Linked DNA regions of Sus scrofa: region 1 is linked to region 2. The links are chromatin contacts, called in public Hi-C maps. All regions are on one chromosome and are shown on one strand. The core of a region is the stretch at or near the end of the contact, and the rest is flanking DNA. Distances in the headings are between cores, read along the strand shown.

What was found. A called contact is a pair of places that touch in the nucleus more often than the background predicts.
Region 1: a Hi-C map of liver shows a contact between it and region 2, with 2.6 times the contacts expected there. A contact is called at or near these places in 3 of 47 Hi-C or Micro-C datasets (liver and skeletal muscle) and 1 of 2 datasets of targeted methods (skeletal muscle).

What each region holds. Positions count from the first base shown.
Region 1 is chr4:69,678,195-69,683,819 of Sscrofa11.1, reverse strand. All of the region lies in intron 1 of LOC100738003 (25-hydroxycholesterol 7-alpha-hydroxylase-like), which reads right to left. Among named protein-coding and RNA genes, the nearest start is that of BHLHE22, 120 kb to the left of the region's middle.
Region 2 is chr4:69,382,997-69,388,917 of Sscrofa11.1, reverse strand. The region is part of intron 3 of LOC110260285 (a long non-coding RNA gene); the gene reads right to left. The region is part of intron 4 of LOC102167557 (a long non-coding RNA gene); the gene reads left to right. Among named protein-coding and RNA genes, the nearest start is that of ARMC1, 400 kb to the right of the region's middle.

The DNA of each region.
Region 1 (5,625 bases), core at 145-2,644, 300 kb before region 2:
GTGTGTACCAAACAAGTCTTCAAGAGAGAAAATGAAAGCCTGAGACTTTTACTAAGATAATGCTTTCATCCTTAATGGAGTTCATTTTCATTTAGTTTTGAGAGTCCCTAAAGAATATCCGAGCCAACTTTATTTCCCAAATTCCAGAGTCTATTATCTCTATCACCATATTTGTCTCATTCAAGCCCACAGTCCCCTGATAACTGACTAGTCAATCAACTTTCTGATGTCATCTCCAGGTGATCGTTCTTTTCTAGGCAAAAATGTAAACAAAGAGGGTTTATTTGGGACTGAAGAGTAACCTCTTCCTCTCTTTTGAGTGAACAAAGACCTCACCAACTCAGACAGACTAGTAAAGCTGTTTAAAAACTTAGATGCTATTGCAAACATGACTTGCCTTCAAAAGCTGATCCCTGGGAACAGAGTTCAGCTGTCATTTGAAATGAAAAGTCTCTCCAATCAAGGATAGGGCAGTGCTCTCCTGGAGAGTAGGTTATTTCCAAATTATACTAGTAAACAATTTCACCAAAACATTAGCATTAGTTATGGTGTTTCCCCCCTCCCCTTGGATTCTAACTTATTTTTCTAAAGACTTAAAATTCAAAATCCAATGGACAATTTATCTCTGGCCAATGATAACTCTGGACTTCTAAAGGTTTTGTTGGCAAATATACACAGGAAATTGGGGGCTATTTTTTAAATTCACTATCAAAATATAGCGGACTCTGGGTGTAAGCTGGGCAGTGAGCGTAGGAAGAGAGGGGAGGGAGCCACACTGGGAGTCCGAGGTGCTAAACTGCATGATTCTATCCCGCCAGGCTTCTGGTTGTTTCTTTTTTCCTTCTTTCTTTTTTTTCTTCTTTTTTTTCTTCACCTGCAGCATATAGAGCTTCCCAAGTTTGGGGTCGAATCGGAGCTGCAGCTGACAGCCTACACCAACAGCCACAGCAATGCCAGATCCGAGTTGCATCTGTGATCTACACCACAGCTTGCAGCAACACAGGCTCCTTAATCACTGAGGAAGGGTGGGGATCCAACCTGCATCCTTATGGATGCTATACCTGTTCTTAACCCGCTGAGCTACAACAGAAACTCCTGTGATTGCTTCTTTGGCAATATCCAAAGACACGAAATGGCCTATGGGAACTCAGGCTATAGGCAGAAAGAGGCAAAGGAACTGCTCTTTCCTTCTTTGTTTTTGGCTGCCCTGTGGCATATGGAGTTCCCAGGCCAGGGATCAGGCCTGAGATGCAGTTTCGACCTACGACGCACCTGTGGCAATGCCAGATCCTTAACCCACAATTCAGAACAGGGATCGAATCTGCAGCCCAGCACTTCAGAGACGCTGCCAATCCTGTTGCATCACAGCAGTATCTCTTTTTCTGACTGTATGTCCCTGTGACACAACAGCAAGGATTAAGTAAACATGTTACACAACAGAGTACAACTCTTATCTAAGCTAAAAATTGAGCCTTGAGTGTAAACTTTAATCTCTGTATTTTGCTTGGAATTACAAAAGATTTGAGTGCAATCTTAGCTTTACTGTCTTAAATTTACTGACCTTGGAGGTTCTGAGATACCATCTTCTGCTCTCTGCTTTGCCCCCGTTGCTGCTACCAGTTCACACTGCTCGACAAGCCATCCTTATTCCATTCTCACAATCAGCCCATATCTCACCTGCTTTTCCTTGGTTCTTTGGAAAAGTTATTTAGCACTATTTGTTGTATATGAAGTCTTTAAGGAAAGAAGTCTCCCGTGAAAAATCACAAAGGTGTGGATAAAACATTTTTAAAAGGTATAATGTCAATACAAGAATTACTAGGCAGCCTAGACCTTTCAGCTTGTGGCTTTACCTTCTGGGTGAGAGCCTCCCATTCAATCATTTGATTTCCAGTACTGAAGAGTTTCTAGTACGGGACTAGAGAGGCACCAAATCAAAAAACTGAAAGACACATGCAAAGCTCCCAGAAAAGATAAAAGCACGAAGAACAAAATGTGTGGACAAAGTTGAGAAGGGCTGAAGTAGTCTGTGGTTACTGAAACAGGATACCTCCACCACACTGAGCAGCCTGGGCCCCACTATGGTGTCAGAAACAACATCATACTTTTGATAGTCACTATTTTAATGATGACTTCTACAGTTTAACTTACAATCATTTTTCTGAATTAGTGTTTTATTCGAAATTCATTGTTATTATTATTATTATTGTTATTTATTTATTTATTTATTTATTTATTTATTTATTGCTTTTTAGGGCTGCACCTGCGGCATGTGGAGGTTCCCAGGCTAGGGATCGAATCGGAGCTACAGCTGCCGGCCTGCACCACAGTCACAGCAATGCATCTGTGACCCACACCACAGCTCAGGGGAGCACTGGATCCTTAACCCACTGAGCAAGGCCAGGGATCGAACCCACAACCACATGGTCAGATTCGTTTCTGCTGCTCCATGATGAGAACTCCAAAATTCATTATTTTTTGAAATATGCCTTTAAAATACTCTTCATTCTTGAATGTATATGTGTACATAATACATGCATTCTGATCTAGTAAATATTCAACTCTAAGAGTACTAGTCATTAAAATCATAGCACACAGAAGCAAAATTATAATCAAAGATACTTACATGAACTTTTCCTTCAAATAAAGCCTGAAGATATTTGTGTGTGTGTGTGTGTGTGTGTGTGTGTGTGTGTGTGTGGTGTGTAAAGTTCCTTCCACTGATTTGCACTGCTTTTGTGTAGCTGGGTGTGTGGGGTGGGTTCCCCCAGATAATCCATTCCCTCTCTTGCTCTATACTCCCCTCCTTCTTTGTCTTCTCCCCCCAGAGAATGCTAAGGGGTCTAATTATGGGTGACATGATCTGCCCTGCTCTGGTCTGTGTCACTTGTGTGGGTGGAGCTCATCCTGAAAAAGCAGATGGGGAGTTTGGGGTTAGCAGACGTAAACTATTACGTTTAGAATGGATAAGCAATGAGGTCCTGCTGTACAGCACAGGGAACTAGATCTAGTCTTCTGGGATATATATGTATCACGGAGTCACTTTGCTGTATGGCAAAATTGGCACATCATTGTACATCAACTATACCTTCATTAAAAAAAAACTCTAGATATGGAGATCAGTATGGAGATACCTTAGAAATCTATACATAGAACTACCATACAATCCAGCAATCCCACTCTTGGGCATATATCCGGACAAAACTTTCCTTAAAAAAGACACATGCACCTGCATATTCATTGCAGTACTATTCACAATAGCCAAGACATGGAAACAACTCAAATGTCCATTGACAGATGATTGGATTAGGAAGATGTGGTATATATACACAATGGAATACTACTCAGCCATAAAAAAGAACGACATAATGCCATTTGCAGCAACATGGATGGAAGTAGAGACTCTCATACTGAATGAAGTAAGTCAGAAAGAGAAAGACAGGAGTTCTTGTCGTGGTGCAGTGGTTAATGAATCCGACTAGGAATGGTGAGGTTTCGGGTTCAGTTCCTGGCCTTGCTTCAATGGGTTAAGGATCTGGCATTGCTGAGAGCTGTGGTGTGGGTCGCAGACATGGCTCAGATCCCGCACTGCTGTGGCTCTGGAGTAGGCCGGCGGCTACAGCTCTGATTAGACCCCTAGCCTGGGAACCTCCATATGCCGCGGGAGCGGCCCTAGAAAAGGCAAAAAAAAAAAAAAAAAAAAAAAAAGAGAGAGAAAGACAAATACCATATGATATCACTTATATCTGGAATCTAATATATGGCACAAATGAACGTTTCCACAGAAAAGAAAATCCGGGACATGGAGAACAAACTTGTGGTTGCCAAGGGGGTGGGGGAGGGAGTGGGGTGGTTGGGAAGCTTGGAAACTATTGCCTTTGGAATGGATTAGCAATGAGATCCTGCTGTGTAGCACTGGGAACTATGTCTAGTCACTTATGATGGAGCATGATAATGCGTGAAAATAGAATGTGTACATGTATATGTAATTGGGTAACCATGCTGTACAGTAGAAAAAAAATTGTATTGGGGAAATAACTATGAAAAAAATATTATCAAAAAAAACTCTAGACAAAATTTTAAAACTGAAAAATCAAAAGAAGGGGGCGATTCTCTTCTGCCCTATCAACTCCAGACCAATGGGGACAGCATCCCCCTGGCAAGGTCTGTGTGCTCTGAAGACACAAGGATCTCCTTAGGTGGGCCATCATTTCTACGTGTTGGGAGGAAGAGCCAGAAGTAGAGACTGTTGCGCAAACCCTTTCAGCTGCAAATGTCAAGCCACACTTTCCAACCAGCTTGATCAAGGGTACCTTTGATATTTTGATTTCCATCCCATGTTTTGTTTATCAGCTGTTTCTAAAGATAAGAGGTAGAAGGAGAAGAAAGGTCTTCTCCCTGCTCCCCCAAAACTCTGAGGGAGTGGCGTGTGTGTGTGCATGTGTGTAACTCAAAATTGAATAGACCTATGCACTCAAGTAACGCCCTCATTACTACTCAATGTATGTAAATGTATTAGTGGAAAATGGTGAAACATTAAGAAACTAGAGTTCAGGAACTTAGAAGGCTGTTCACAAACACCTGTACTGTCTTCCATGTTCCTTTTTTGCAATCTGTATTTAACAAAGAAGGAAGCAGTTCTCAAGGGTAGTAAAAGTGAGATACTTTAGGGTTACTCTGGATGAAACCATAATTTGTGTCACAAGCATAGGAAAAAGGACAAATGGTATAAACAACGTGTAGCCTTCTCAAAGAAGAAAAAAGAAAATACCCACTTAGAATGTTCTCTCCTCAAAGCACTTAAGACTGTTGAAAATTAAGGACAATAGGTAGCTAAGAGTTCCATTCTGAGTTAGTTACACTATGCTGATTTTTCCTTCTCAGGAGATGTTTCCCCTCCCATTTCACCACTGGGAAGTCACTTTCTTGAGTCTGATTTCACGATGGACTGTCAGGCCATAGCATTTGGCTGGCATTTTTCTGTAGGCTACATCACACCCTGTTCTATCAGATAACAACAGTGGGGCTCAGATCATTTTTCTGAGGGTGCTGTTCCAGCAGTCGACCATCACAGCAGATTTAGTCTCACCACTGGCATCAGTCTCGGAACCAGCCCCTGTGACTCTGGGCTTTTCTCCATCCTGTCCTTGCCTACCTGTGTCACCAGCCAGGTCTCTAAAGCACAGATCTGCAGGGCCCCTCTCCTCTCTGAAACTTCCAATGGCTTCCCCTGGGACAGACAAAACCTAGATTCCCCGAAGTGGACTCTGAGGCATCTATGATCTGGCTCTAACTGACTGTGAAAACACTATCACTTATCCCCGAAGTCCAGTCACAGACCTACTCACCTTTTCCTAAATCTGCCTGGAATTTGCACTCCTCTTTCTTTGCTCACATGGTTGCCTTTGCTCTGGCATGGTTTCCAGTCCAGCCTACTCATTTTTCAAGATCAAATGCCACCTCTCTTTCAGTTGTTCATTCATCATGCAGCCACGGGGTTAATTCTGTTTACACAGCTCCCTATAGCCAGGCACTGTGCTTGGCACTTTCTCTTTTAAACCCTTCTTGTGTTCCCAATTCCTCTAAGCTTAGCTGGAAGCAAGCTTGCTTTTCCCTGAATTTTGC
Region 2 (5,921 bases), core at 2,213-4,712:
ACCGGGGTCCACTCTCGCTGAGCGCTTGGGTGTCCCAGCCTCTGCCAGCCACGCGGCCCCCGAATTGAGGACATCGTGTTTTCAATTTTCTTCAATAAAGCCACGAATCTGGCAATTTGCTGGCCTGCCTCAGCTAAACAGAAAGGACAATTTGAGAAAGATCATAGTTCAGGCCCAGTCAGACGGAAACGATTGAAAACAGAGCTGGCCGCTATGTGTCCCCAATGCAGCTCACTGTCGCAGTTTGACTGACAAACTGACTTTTTTGAGGTGCTCGTGCCCATTTCAGTCAGAGTTTATTGAAGGTGATTTTGATCTTCTCCATGAGGCCGCAGCAGTGGCCATGCCATCTGTCACCTTGATTGCATCGTGGATTCTCTGGAGAGAGCGCCATGGCTCCTGATCATTTACAGATTGTGCCGCGCTCCCCTCCATAAGGACCACATGCACGGAGCCAGATGGTGAACATGCACGCTTATTATAAGTCTTTATCTCCGTGCAGGAAGGAGAGGAACCATTAGATCTCCCTCAGGAGTCTGCTCCTCTCCACCATCACGCTGCTCCTCGGCAAATACAGTCTTCTTCAGCTGTCACCGGCCTACCTCTGAACGTTACAAAAATCCACAATAATTCCAACAGGCGAGGCTGAGACATCAAGGCGGTACAGCGAAGCCACCCCTTGCCTTGTCTTCCTCTCTTTTCTCGAACCCCCCACTCGCCTGATTGCCGGCACTAGGTAAAAACCAGCCAGTCTGCAAATTCATCATTAATGGGTTGATTTTTTTAAGGGCATAGGAGGGGCCCTGCTCGGACATAAAGCCACAGGATCCTATTTTCTGTAATGGGGATTATGGCTGCCATTGTATTGGCCTCATTCTTTTCCAAGTAACGATTTTTGATTCCTTTTACATATTTGCGAATTCTACATTTTTTTCTTTCTGCAGTAATCCCAGGAGGGGGACCACCTGTGTCCCAGTAAGCGGCAGGGAGGGACTTGGGTGCCAGGGGCTGTGTGCTAGATTGGAAGGCCCAAGTGCGCTGGAACTCTAGAAAACTTCCTCTTAGGAATCGCTCTGTGGAAAGAGATGGTGTGGACGGCGGGGAAGGGCTCTGAAGGCTGAACCAGCGGAGCTCGGAGAATCGGGGGACAGCTGGTGAAATGTGTGGTGCCTCCCAAAGCACCATGGTCACTTACTATTAGGAATTCATCGAGGAGCGAAAGGAATCCTAAGTGGAACTGTAACGCATGCAAAAATAAGTACCGACAAAATAAATACACACTTGCTGTAAAGAAAGTGAGTCCCAACTTTTTAATTTTATAGATAAAACATATATATCTTCAATGGACATTTTAACTTTTACCTAGACTCCACCCAGGTTAAGATATAGGATATTTCCAAAACTCCAGTGGCCTTGTGATACAGATATAAATAAATGCACATAAGCAGACTCACTAAGAAGCCCAACTCTGCTGCCTCCACTGCTTTTCCCATAGACAATACACCCAAGTCTCCTCTCTCCCTGCCCCCTGCCTCTCTCTCTTACACACACACACACACACACACACACACACACACACACAGGAAGTGAGCAGAACAGTGCTTGGACTTTGCCACCAAGAGACCCCCGGCGACGAGGAAAGCCCTCGCTAGTGAGCAGCTGCATGCAGAAACCAAGGGAAGGTTTCCAGTGACCCATAACCTTGAAATCTTATAAGGGTCATCCATCTAGAATAACTACCATGTTAGCTGACAGAGAGGAAGAAATTTTCTTCTACCCTTCTAGGTTCTTCTGGCTGGTCTAGGAATTAGATTGACAAGAGACAGATGAACAAGAGAAAATTGAATGAGAGAAAATCGAACGAAAGTTTAATAGCGTGTATGTATGGAAGAGGCCCAGGGATACTGAGTAACTCCCCCAATGGCTGAAAAATTCACCTTAAATACCATCTTAAGCTAAAGACAAAAGAGGTGGTTGCGGGTAGTGGTTTGGGATTTCCAAGGGGAGGACGGCGGCTGCCATGGAAAAGCAAACAAAAGTTTGGCAAACAAATATTTGTTGGGCCATGAAGGGAGAATGAGATCCAGAGTGGACTCTCATCCTTAGGCTCTTTCCTCCCACCCCACTCAGCTCATATTCTTTTGCTCTTATCTCTGGTGCTAGCTTTATTCTGGGAACAGGCTCTCTGTTTATAAACATGGGGATATGTAGGGGCCAAATTGTGTTCCCTTGCATAACCCAATGGTGGTTGTTACCAAAATCCAGTATCTTTGCTCAGATATGAAAGCCAAGTGACCCGGTGCCTGCCAACATGGTCACACAGTCCCTTATGGTTTAGGTGCAGAAGTCATGGGATTTCTCTTTCCACGAAATGCTAAGTCCAAAGTCTCTTACACACCATTTCTCAGGGGTCTGATGCTTCCAGAAGTATCAGCCTCTGTTGGGGGTGCAGGATAAGCTACCACAGAATAGCTGTGAAGAAAATGACTGTGCGGCATCCCACTGGGAAGGCATACACACTAACGAGCTGCTTACACATCCATGCTCTTCAAAGAGTAACAGAGTCCATGTCTCTTCCCAAACACAAGTCCAAAATTATGCCACATGTTGGCTGACCCATTAAGGACCTTCCCAGTGGATATTTGAATAGAAGACAACAATGTTTAAACAGACCAACTTCATTGTTTTTGTTTTTTGTTTTTAACCTCATTTAACCCATTACCTTCCATCATGGTGCTGCTTTGTTTACATTTTCTACAACTGAAAAACAACTATTATATTAGCATATAGTCACTACCAAGTATTTTTAAGAGGAAGAAATTTAGGGTGTAATCCAACACAAATGTGTTTTCAGAGGAGAGGTAACTTTTTTTTTTTTTTACTTTGGGGCATCAGGAAATGTGTGCCCATAATACTATGAAGGTTTGCGTATGTGCAGGAAATGTATATATTTGATATGCTCACTGCACTTGAGATATTTTGCAAATGATCTTTAAAGACACAAACAAGAAAAAGCAGTCATGCCTATCAAAAATAATTCCTGGTCCCTGAACATCAGCCTCAGATAGATGGTTACCCAATCACGCAGATTTTTAAAATATCAGCATTCTCCCCAAAGAATATTATTTTTCTACCCAGCACAGAGAGGAATAATTTTGGGATTTGCCCTTCCTAGGTAAACAGATGATCCTGACCTTTGTAACATCATACTGCTCTGTGGTTTTGGAGCAAAAACCATGTATAGAGAGGCACAGAAAACCGAGGCACCAAATACTGCTTACATTCCCCCCAAAGAAAGAAGATCATCAGAAATAATGTGGTGCACTTGATTAAGAATGAAAACGTGGTCTCATAACGTAAAAAGTACTGCTAAGGCCCAGGAGAAGGAAGGGGGAACTGGGTTTGATGACTTAGTGCTGATGGCGTGAACTCAGATAAAGGAAGCCTGCTCCGCCCCCACGTGGGAGGAAGATAACGCTGTGTGTCTGAAGCACTGAGGGTTCTCATTTCCAGTTCTGATTATGGCACTTCTAGTGAGGGGAGGGTCAGAAGCTCCACGCCGTGCCCCCAGCCATGGCCTCTCGTTCAGGTTCGAGGAGAGGCTGTTCTGGCATGGAATCAGGCTGGGATTGGACTGCAGCCTCTCTACTTGGCCTTGGCCTTGGACAGCTTGCTTACTTTCTCCCAGCCTCATATTCTCTCTCGGCTCATGAGCAAGACAATTCCAGTCTCCCAAGTGAGGATTAACTGCCATGAAGGGGAAAACAGCTCACATATACCTGGCAAGTCCTAAGCCCCAAAAGCATGCTATGACTGACATGCAGCCGCAACAAACGTGGCCGTTTCTGTCAAAAAATAGTGCTGCAAATGCATATCCAATGCAAAAATTAAGATGACTAGGTGGCAATGCAGAAATCATATTTTGTAAAGCAGCCAGACTTGTTAATGCATATTTGATGGGGGGAGAGGGCAGGATGACAAAGAACAGAGCGCCCCCTTCACCTGCCACTCAGGAACTGGTGTGACCTCATGCGTGTTACCTAAATTCCCTGCGTTTCAGTGTCTCCACCTGAAAAGGGGGTAATAATAAGAAACCCACCTCAGGATTAGATGAGATGATATAGGAACCATTCCTGGCAAATATAAGCACTATAAAACTTCGCCAGCATTCCTAGTGCTCTGATGGCTCTGAAATAGAGGCTCGTGATTTCATCCTTTACTAACTTTTGGCTGTGGTGTGGCAATAAAATCTTATTGCTGCTCAAAAGCCCAGGAAACTGACCAAAATCCATTGTTCACTTTTATTTGATTTTTTTTTTTTGTTTTCAGTGTTTGCTAAGTTGGAACTATTGTTTATTTTATTTCATTGCTGCAAGCCATATCATAAACTTGCTGTGTCACCTCTCTCTCCTTTTCTCTCTCTCTGCTTCTCTTCCTCTCTCTCTCAGACACACACACACACACACACACACACACTCGTGCAGGGTGCGTGTAACTGGAGCCATCCAAACCCCAAGCTGTTAGGAAAATGCTTCAACGTACAACAGGAAAAGGAGTGGCCTTATTTTGGCCTCAAAATGAAAAGACTTGGATATTGGTCCTAATTCTATCACTTAACCTTGGGTAAAGCACTTACTTTCTGTATGTGTAAAATAGGTAATGGCATGTGTTTTCATTTCATGGGCTCCCTGTGAGGACCAAATCTGTGAAAGGACTTTGAAAAGTATGAATCCCTCTATAGGCTTAAATATCAGGTACTGGAATTAATACATTAAAGACAGCTTCACCACCAAACATTCATGAGTGTGATAAACAGATTAATGAAGACTTTATAATAAATATATAACTGTCAGAAATGACCTAAGAGTCCAGCTAAAAAGCCAGGGCATCCAAATTCTCTGGGTCCTAAACCGTGAGGCTGTTCGGGAGATACAACTCTGTCCTGCTCCCAGGGGGCTCGTGTGTCTCTGGATCAAGTGATTCTGATTAATACGTGGACAAACAGGGCTCACATTTTAATTTTGCTTCTTCCTATCTTTGAGAATATTTCCAATATTACAATGTCTATCCCCCAAATAGCATAAGACCCAAATAAAAGTAAATCCAACAAAATCTGCTTAACTCAGGCTGCTTTAAAATAAGAGTTTATACAATGGGACAGTTGGTCCCAATCCTGGTTTAATATGTCTGCAGTACAAAGGGTCTTTGCTGCCTCCTGTTTCTGCAGAAAAAGGAGCTTATTAAAATAAATGTAGAATAGAACTTAAGCTCCTAATAGGAATGGAATAGCAATAATTGATACAATAATAACAGAAACAATAAATTATTTTTCCAGGATATTTCTTATTCTTGCTTTGTAATTTAATTTAGTAATATTCATCTTTCAAGGGTTACTTCATATAAATGTAGAAATAATTATTTCTCCTTAAAAAGTTCTAGTGTTTCTTTTAAAGAATAGTATGACAATAAAAAGGCAATTCTAAAAATAAATTCAAATTACCTGTAGTGAACAAAGTAATTCAAATCTAAATAACACTGAGAAACATACAGGCACCTGACCATTCTGTCATTAGACAAGAGGGCAGAAGAGGCTAATTGATCATGATTACAAAATAAGCATTTTTCAATAATAAACCATAATGAGTCAAATAAAAATCAATGTGTGTATTATCTGTGTTTGTGTCGTGAGCCTGAGTGCATGTACTTGTGTGTTCAAGCCGAATTCAACTAGCAGGCACTGATCACACATCTCATCTTGTGAATGGCATTAGATATCTTGTTCAAAATCTCTGATTAATCTGATTAAGCTAGTGAGTGAATAATCCTTTAATCCTCTCAAGAATACAGTTTATGTCTGCTGAGTGTCAAATTTAAGACGGGTAAGCTGTAAATACCAAAATTTAAGTGAAAGGAAGGAGAAA